2 separate regions of the Sus scrofa genome follow, and region 2 is linked to region 1. A link is a contact called in public HiChIP or PLAC-seq data. All regions are on one chromosome and are shown on one strand. The core of a region is the stretch at or near the end of the contact, and the rest is flanking DNA. Distances in the headings are between cores, read along the strand shown.

The links. HiChIP or PLAC-seq counts read pairs in DNA pulled down with a chosen protein or histone mark.
Region 2: a contact with region 1 is called in an H3K27ac HiChIP or PLAC-seq map of alveolar macrophages. The contact joins the promoter of TRPV1 here to the promoter of TRPV3 in region 1. A contact is called at or near these places in 1 of 47 Hi-C or Micro-C datasets (epiblast stem cells) and 1 of 2 datasets of contacts at active chromatin or transcription factors (alveolar macrophages).

Annotation. Positions count from the first base shown.
Region 1 is chr12:49,670,214-49,673,829 of Sscrofa11.1, forward strand. It overlaps TRPV3 (transient receptor potential cation channel subfamily V member 3), which reads right to left and starts at 1,458. Exons shown (of 18, transcript XM_013981215.2): 1 at 1,244-1,458.
Region 2 is chr12:49,707,600-49,711,269 of Sscrofa11.1, forward strand. It overlaps TRPV1 (transient receptor potential cation channel subfamily V member 1), which reads right to left and starts at 2,035. Exons shown (of 18, transcript XM_013981216.2): 1 at 1,444-2,035. LOC110256094 (a long non-coding RNA gene) reads left to right here and starts at 1,962. Exons shown (of 2, transcript XR_002337323.1): 1 at 1,962-2,049.

The sequences.
Region 1 (3,616 bases), core at 208-2,707:
GGGTGATTTCTGGAAGAAGAGCCCAGCTGGGCAGGGTGGCACTGGGACCACTGATGATCCTGACGCAGAAAGGAGAGCTCCCTGGAGGAAGCGTCTGAATGGGGTTGTCTTCAGACTGCAGTGAGGCTTGGATATGGGAGAGCCTCACCCCTCAGCCCCCAGCCCACTAAACATGAGCAGCCTTTGAGAGGAGAGTCATCCGGGGAGGCCGCTGGCCCTGGGGTGTAGGCACCTGGTGGCAGGAGGCTCTGAGCCGGGGCCTCGGGCATCCTGTGGGAAGGGAATCATCAGCACGTGGTCCCTGGCTGCATCCACGGTCACAGCCTGACAAGGACAGGAGGCCTCCACCCCCTCCCTCAGCCCAAAGTGACCTGTGGACAGATGGGGCTAAAGGCTGGGCTGGGCCAGCACTGGAGGGGAGGGATGGAGGATCGGTCCCTTGCCTCTCCCTGGGCCTCTGTTTTCCCTTCTGAGAAATGAGCTGAACGGTCCTGAAGGACCCTATGTCTCTCACCTGTGACCACTGGCTGCTCCACGCTCTCTGCCCTGACTTGTGAGTGAGGGGCCATCTTGAGCAGCCAGGGCAGGGGAGGGTCGGGAGAACTCTGGCTGGGAACTACAGCAGCTATAATTAGCTCCCTGAGTCACCCCATAAACCTGCATGCTCACCTGCTGGACTCTCTCGCAGGTCAGGTCCTCCCTCTCTCTGGGATTGGTGTCCCCACCTGGGAAGTGCCTCTCAAGCCCTGCTACTGACTGCAATGGCCTTTCCTTGGAAACAGACCAGGCCTGGGTGTCACAGGGCCCACCCCCCGTCCAGGGCCTGCTGTGAGGGGGTGAGTGGTGGTGGGGTCAATCCATTTGAGATGCCTGGGCCCCGTCCTTCTCAAGCTCTGGGGCCACCTCATCCCAGCCTGAGCTCCCATCACCCTGGGGCCGGCTTGGGGAGCCAGGAGCCTCCCCTCGGCTCCGGACAGCTGAGTGTCCCCCCTCCCCAAGATCCCCAAACCTCAGGGAACATTTCCCAGGTCCTTCAGAACCTGTGCTCTCTCTCCCACTCTCCCGGTGGCCACGAGCCCATGTCAGCTTTGTTTCCCCTGCTGGAGGTCCAAGCTCTCTCCCAACCTTCCCCTGAGGCCGATCAGCAAAGGGCAGGCTTGGCTGTAAATGGACCCCTGAGCGCCTTACTCTGGGCTCCCTGGGGCCTCGGAGGGCACAGGCTCCCCATGCGGCAAAGACTCACCTGAGGATGCCGGGGTGGCCGCAGCTGCCCTTGTTCTCAGATCACGGCATGTCCGGGGCCCATAGGCCCCTGGTGGGACTACAGTTGAGGTGGCAAGAGACTCTCATCCTCTCATCGTAGGCAGAGGGATGGCTGGAATGAGGCATCAGAGGCAAAACTGGCTGGGCCACCTGCACTCGGAGCCAGGTTGGCCACGCCCACCAGCCCCAGCTGCAGCGCCTGCGCACAGCCCACGTGTCCTGCCTGATTCACCCCCCACACCCACGGCGCAGCCTCACCCTAACCCAGGAGAAGGCAAGGGAGGCAGCAGGTGCCAAAGCTTAAGTTCTGGTCCCAGGTCTTCCCTCCTCTCAATTTGAGGTTTCCCATTATGGGCTTCATAACACCTGCTTCCCAAGGACCCTGTGAGACGTCAGAGATCCTGCTCACGGGAGGGCCGAATGAAAGGTTGAATGCTCTGCCTCAACCCCTGAGAGGCAAGGCCACAGCCAGAGCTGGCCCCATTGACCCCACGGTGGCCAGCCCCCAAGCTCAATACCCAGCCTTCAAAATCTGAGATCAAGTCCCTTCAGAGACAGAGGACGTCCCCGTTCAATGCTTCCCACCAGAAATTTTGCACCATAAACCTCACCCCTTGGCTGTCTTACCTCTAGGCCATTGACCTTGGGCAAGTCATTTCTCGCAAGCCCCAGTTTCTTCATTGTGAAGTGTGCATTTTAAACCCTGCTTGCAGAGTTACCAGAGGGCTTACATGAAAGAACACACAGGAAGGCTAAAACAAGGCCCAGAGCACAGAAAGGACTCAGTAAACCGTGACAGATGTTTTTGTGTGTGTAACTTTTATTTTTTTTCTTTTTAGGGTCATGCCCATGGCATATGGAGGTTCCCAGGCTAGGGATCAAATCAGAGCTGTAGCTGCCAGCCTACGCCACAACCACGCCAGATCTAAGCTGCATCTGCCATCTACACCACAGCTCACGGCAGCACTGGATTCTTCAATCCACTGAGCGAGGCCAGGGATTGAACCTGTGTCTTCATGAATACTAGTCGGGCTCTTAACCCGCTGAGCCACAATGGAAATCCAAGAGTGACAACTATTTAACACCTGTTCCTGGTTTTGACTTGCAATTCATTCTCTCAGCAACCGCCAGGCTACATGCCTCCAAGGCCCACGAGTCAGGGCAGACTCCCTCCTGGCCAGGCCACAGCTGTGAAGCCGGTGGAGCAAGGCTGGGGTGGCCCTGCTCACTCAGGAATTACACACCTATTCCAGCAGCAGGCCAGGCAGGACTAGGATGGAGCAGGAAGTCTCTGCGCACTGTGACAGCATCAGCAACTAATGGGGCAGGGACATCCTTGGCGGCCTTGCGGGCAAGCCCCTGGCTTTCTGGTTACCATGACCTGCCAGGCCTGGGCAGAGGCAGAAGGCAGATCCGGCCTCTGACCAAGGAACAGCAGGACCTGTGGCCTGTAAGGGCAGAAGACCTACTCCTTGGCCAACAGGCTTCAGGTGTGGCGAACACAGGGGCTGCTTTTGAAGTTAATAGGCGCCAATGTTTCCAAGCACAGAATCCCAACTTCATCACTGCCTGAAACTCCTACATTAAAGCTCAGTGTTGGATCAAGCATAATCCGCCCTCTGTTGCTCCATTAATGGCCCCTCTGACTCAGCCCCTCACCCCTCCCAGCTGCTTCTGGCTGACTTCCTCCAACCCTCAGGGTGAGCCTGTTGCCCAATTTCAGCATCTGCATTTTGCCTTGTGTTAGCATGTTTTCCTAAAGGCCAGCCTGGTTAAAAAGGCCCCTATCTCCCACCCAATGCCAGGCAGCGTGCCCAGCGAGGAGAAAGGGGAGCGTCCCCACCGCCACCCCCGCACTGTGTGTGCACAGGGGCGGATCGGCATTCAATCCCGTTTAATCCAACACATCCTGAGAGTACATGGTGGGAGACAAAGCAGGGAAGCCCGGAGCCAGAGGGAGGTTCAGAGCTGGGGAAGCTGGTCTCCACCCTCAAGGAGCTGTATGACACACGGAAGCCAGGTTCCGGCAAGGACCCTGATGCCACTGGTCAGGTTACAAGGACAAAAAGGGCTGAGGCCACCGAGAAAGAGGAAGTGCCTCTAATGAGGAGGTGGAGGAGGGGTTCAGGGAAGAGGGAGCGTTTGGGTTGGACTTGGGAAGGGGGAAGACGGTCCACACGGGGAGAACCACGAGCAGGGACTCGGAAGCGAGAGACCAGGCAGGTTCAAGGAGTGGTGACAAGCTCGGGCAATGTCTAAACTCCAGGAGGCATCAGAGATGCTCGGCCAAGTCCAGTTGCAGCCCACTGGGTGGCCCCAGGCCATTGAGTCGCTCTGACCCCTTAGTCACAAA
Region 2 (3,670 bases), core at 785-3,284, 38 kb after region 1:
GGCTTGGGTCACTGCTGTGGCATGGGTTTGGTCCCTGGCCCAGGAACTTCTGCATACTAAGGGGTCAGTCAAAAAAAAAAAAATAGAGAAGCTTGGAATTCATTCTTTTTTTTTTTTTAATTGTAGCAAAATACGTATAACATAAAAGTGACCATTTTAGGAGTTCCTGCAATGGGCACAATGGGACTGACTGTGTTTGGTGCTGGGACACAGGTTCGAGCTCTGGCCCAGGCACAGGGGATGAAGGATCCAGGGTTGTCGCAGCTGCAGCTTAGGTCGCAACCGTGGCTTGAATCTAATCCCTGGCTGGGGAACTCCATGTGCCGCAGGGCAGCCAAAAAAAAAAAGGGGGAAAAAAGTTACTATTTTAACCACTTTTAGGTGTACAGTTCAGAAGCATTAAATACACCTCAGTACAGAGACTGTGACATGCTGTGCCAGATGCTGCCTGGGCCAGGCCCGGGTCTCAGCCGTGGGCAGCCCCCAGGCATGCGTGGAGGACATCTGAGAAAGGCTGAGAGAACTGGCCAGCCCAGAAGCAAGGTCTGGGAAAGGGAAGAGTCACTTCTCCGCCAGGACTGTCACCTTAGCCTCCTAGGTGATTTCGGCCTCTGGTGAGGACAACACCCATCACTAAACGTGTCCCCTTTTGTAACTGAGCTGTTGGGGGCTGGCATCCCAGAAGCTACGTGGTATTGCGCATGCTCTGAACGCTGCAGGGGACACGCCGGGCCCTTGTCCTCCTTCCCTGACAGCGCCTCTCCGTCTCCTTGGCTGCCTCTCCTCGCCAAGCCCTTCCCCTACACGCAGAGGCTCCTCGGGACCCTTACTCCCACCTTCCCCGCCCTGAGACCCCCACCCCTGAGAAGCATCTGACCTTCCCAAGCCAGTGACTCCACTCCCCGGTGTCCAGCCAGCCCTCTCGCTGGCGCTCCATCCCCGCCTCCCGCAACCTCCAGTTAAAGACTACAAACCCCTTCCCTTAGCACCTCCCAGGATGGACTTCTTTCCCCTCCACACTCCACCGCCCCCCAACATTCCCGCCTGTAAAGGCACCATCCTTCTTCTGGTCCCCAAGGCGGGTGTGCTTTGTCCTCTTCGCCCTCGCCTTCTCTGTCCTCGCTCTCTGGGCTACATTTCTGTGGTTCATATTCATCCTTCACTGCGGCCGGCAGCCCTTCCTTCTCACGGGAAGCCCCAGAAGGGCCTCCCCCACCCACCACCTCCCAATCCATGGTCCCGATCATGCCTCCTTATCAATCCAGGCCCCACCGCTGCACTCGGCGCCCTGAGACCCCAGCCCCAGTCCCCTCTCCCACTGGCCCACCCTCTCCTGTCCCCTAGACACATCTGCTCCCCTGCCGCACTCACGGTGCCTGCCTCCAGGCCTTCCCCTGCCTTCCATCTGCCCAACATCCATGCCACTTATCTCATCATGACGACCTAGGGGGCTGGTGAGACCTATGGATGCTGAGATTCTATCATTCAGATGCCACCTCTTCCAAACTCTGCCTTCCTGGGACACATGCGTGGTACCTTTGACCCCAGTGACCACCGCAATGGCAGGCAGAAAAACAGGTTCTGGGATAAGCACTTTAGAGGCTCTAGCTCATCAGACCCTCACAGAGTTTCACAGGTGAGTACGATTTTGTCCCCACTTTACAGATGAGGCATGCGAGGCACAGGCTAGGTACCCTGCCAAATACTGACAGCTGTGCTGCTCTCACTTGGCGCCTCCTAAAATTTGAGCTTGCACTTCTCTGCTGTTTGCATCGGGCTTTGCAGATTTTAATAGCTCCAGGACGAGACAGACTCCGGCCCCCTCCATTTCCCTTCGCCAAGCGTCGTTCCGTGCTGCTCCCAAAGGTGCATGCTGGCCTGGCTTTATCGAAACAGCACCTGCGCTGAGTGGTTCCACTAAAGCTCATAAAATGGTGTTGGGACGAGACCTCAGGGCTGGGCCTCACCACCATCAGTGTGGTTTCCGGGCCATAATTTGAAACACGGTGTTCTTGGATCTATGTAATGATGTACCCATTAGAACTCCTTGTAAGTAGATTCATTTTTTAATGATGACTTCTGGGTGGGGGGTGCCTCTCCACGCTCGGGTCGGATGGGGACGAGAGGCAGCACAGGAAGGTGCCGGAGGTCCCAGAGCAGGTGGCGGGCCACGTCTGGTGGGACCCAGGCCGAAACTGCTCACATCACTAACGACCACGGTGCTTTCTCTCGGTGTGTATGTGTTACCGCCACGGGGCACACGGACGTCAACTGAGCCCTTGACGCTGGCAATAGGAACCGACTCTATTTTCTTCAACCACTCGGGACCCCAGCCTCTCATCTTTGAAGCCAGACTTTCTAGCACAACGAGGGACCAGCAAACGCCCATGTGCTGAAAAAAGCCTAATTACCAAAGTTGGGAACTGTCAGCCTGGCGCCTCCAGAGGAACCAGAGGAACCAGGTGGGAAGGAAGCAAGGGGTGCTGGTCCCAGCCCCGGGGAGGGTGCTAAAGGCCCCACTGCAGATGCCTGAGACTCACCCAAGGACAGGAACAACACCGCTAGTCTTGTCCTGAGTTTTTCTTATGCTGTTGTGGTTAGTTGTTTTTTTTTTTTAATTAAAGAAGAGTTGAGTTACAATGTGATGCCAATTTCTGCTGTACAGCAAAGTGACCCCCATATATATATATATATATATATATGTATGTATATATATATTCTTTTTTCCTATTATCAGAATATATATATTCTATATATATTCCTATTATTCAGAAATATATATTCTATATATTTCTGCTGTACAGCAAAGTGACCCCCATATATATATATATATTCTTTTTTTCCTATTATCTCCCATCATGTTCTCTCCCAGGAGATTGGGTATAGTTTCCTGTGCGATACAGTAGGACCTCTCTGCTCATCCATTCTAAATGTAATAGTCAGCATCTACCAACCCCACACTCCCCGTCCATCCCACTCCCTCCTCCTCCCCTTGGCAACCACAAGTATGTTTTCCATGTCTGTGAGTCTGTTTCTGTTCTGTAGATAGGTTCATTGGTGCCTTTTTTTTTTTTTTTTTTTGGCTTTTTAGGGCCGCGCCCACAGCATATGGAGGTTCCCAAGCTGGGGGCGTCAAATCGGAGCTACTGCTGCCAGCCTACACCACAGCCACAGCAATGAGGAATCCAAGCTGCATCTATGACCGACACCACAGCTCACGGCAATGCTGGATCCTTAACCCACTGAGTGAAGCCAGGGATCATACCTGCGTCCTCATGGATACTAGTCAGAGTTGTTTCCACTGAGCCACAACAGGAACGCCTGTTTTAGATTCCACGTAGAGGTGATACTGTATGGTATTCGTCTTTCTCTCTCTGACTTACTTTACCTGGTATGAGAATCTGTAGTTGTATCCATGTTGCTACAAATGGCATTACCTCATTCTTTTTTACGGCTGAGTAGTTTTCCACTGTGCATAGGTACCACACCTTCTTAATCCATTCATCTGTAGATGGACATTTAGGCTGTTTCCATGTCTTAGCTATTGTGAATAGGGCTTTGAACGTTAGGGTGCATGTATCTTTTTCAGTGAAAATTTTGTCTGGATATATGTCCAGGAATGGGATTGCTGGGTCATATGGTTGTTCTACATTTTAGTTTTCTGAGGAAC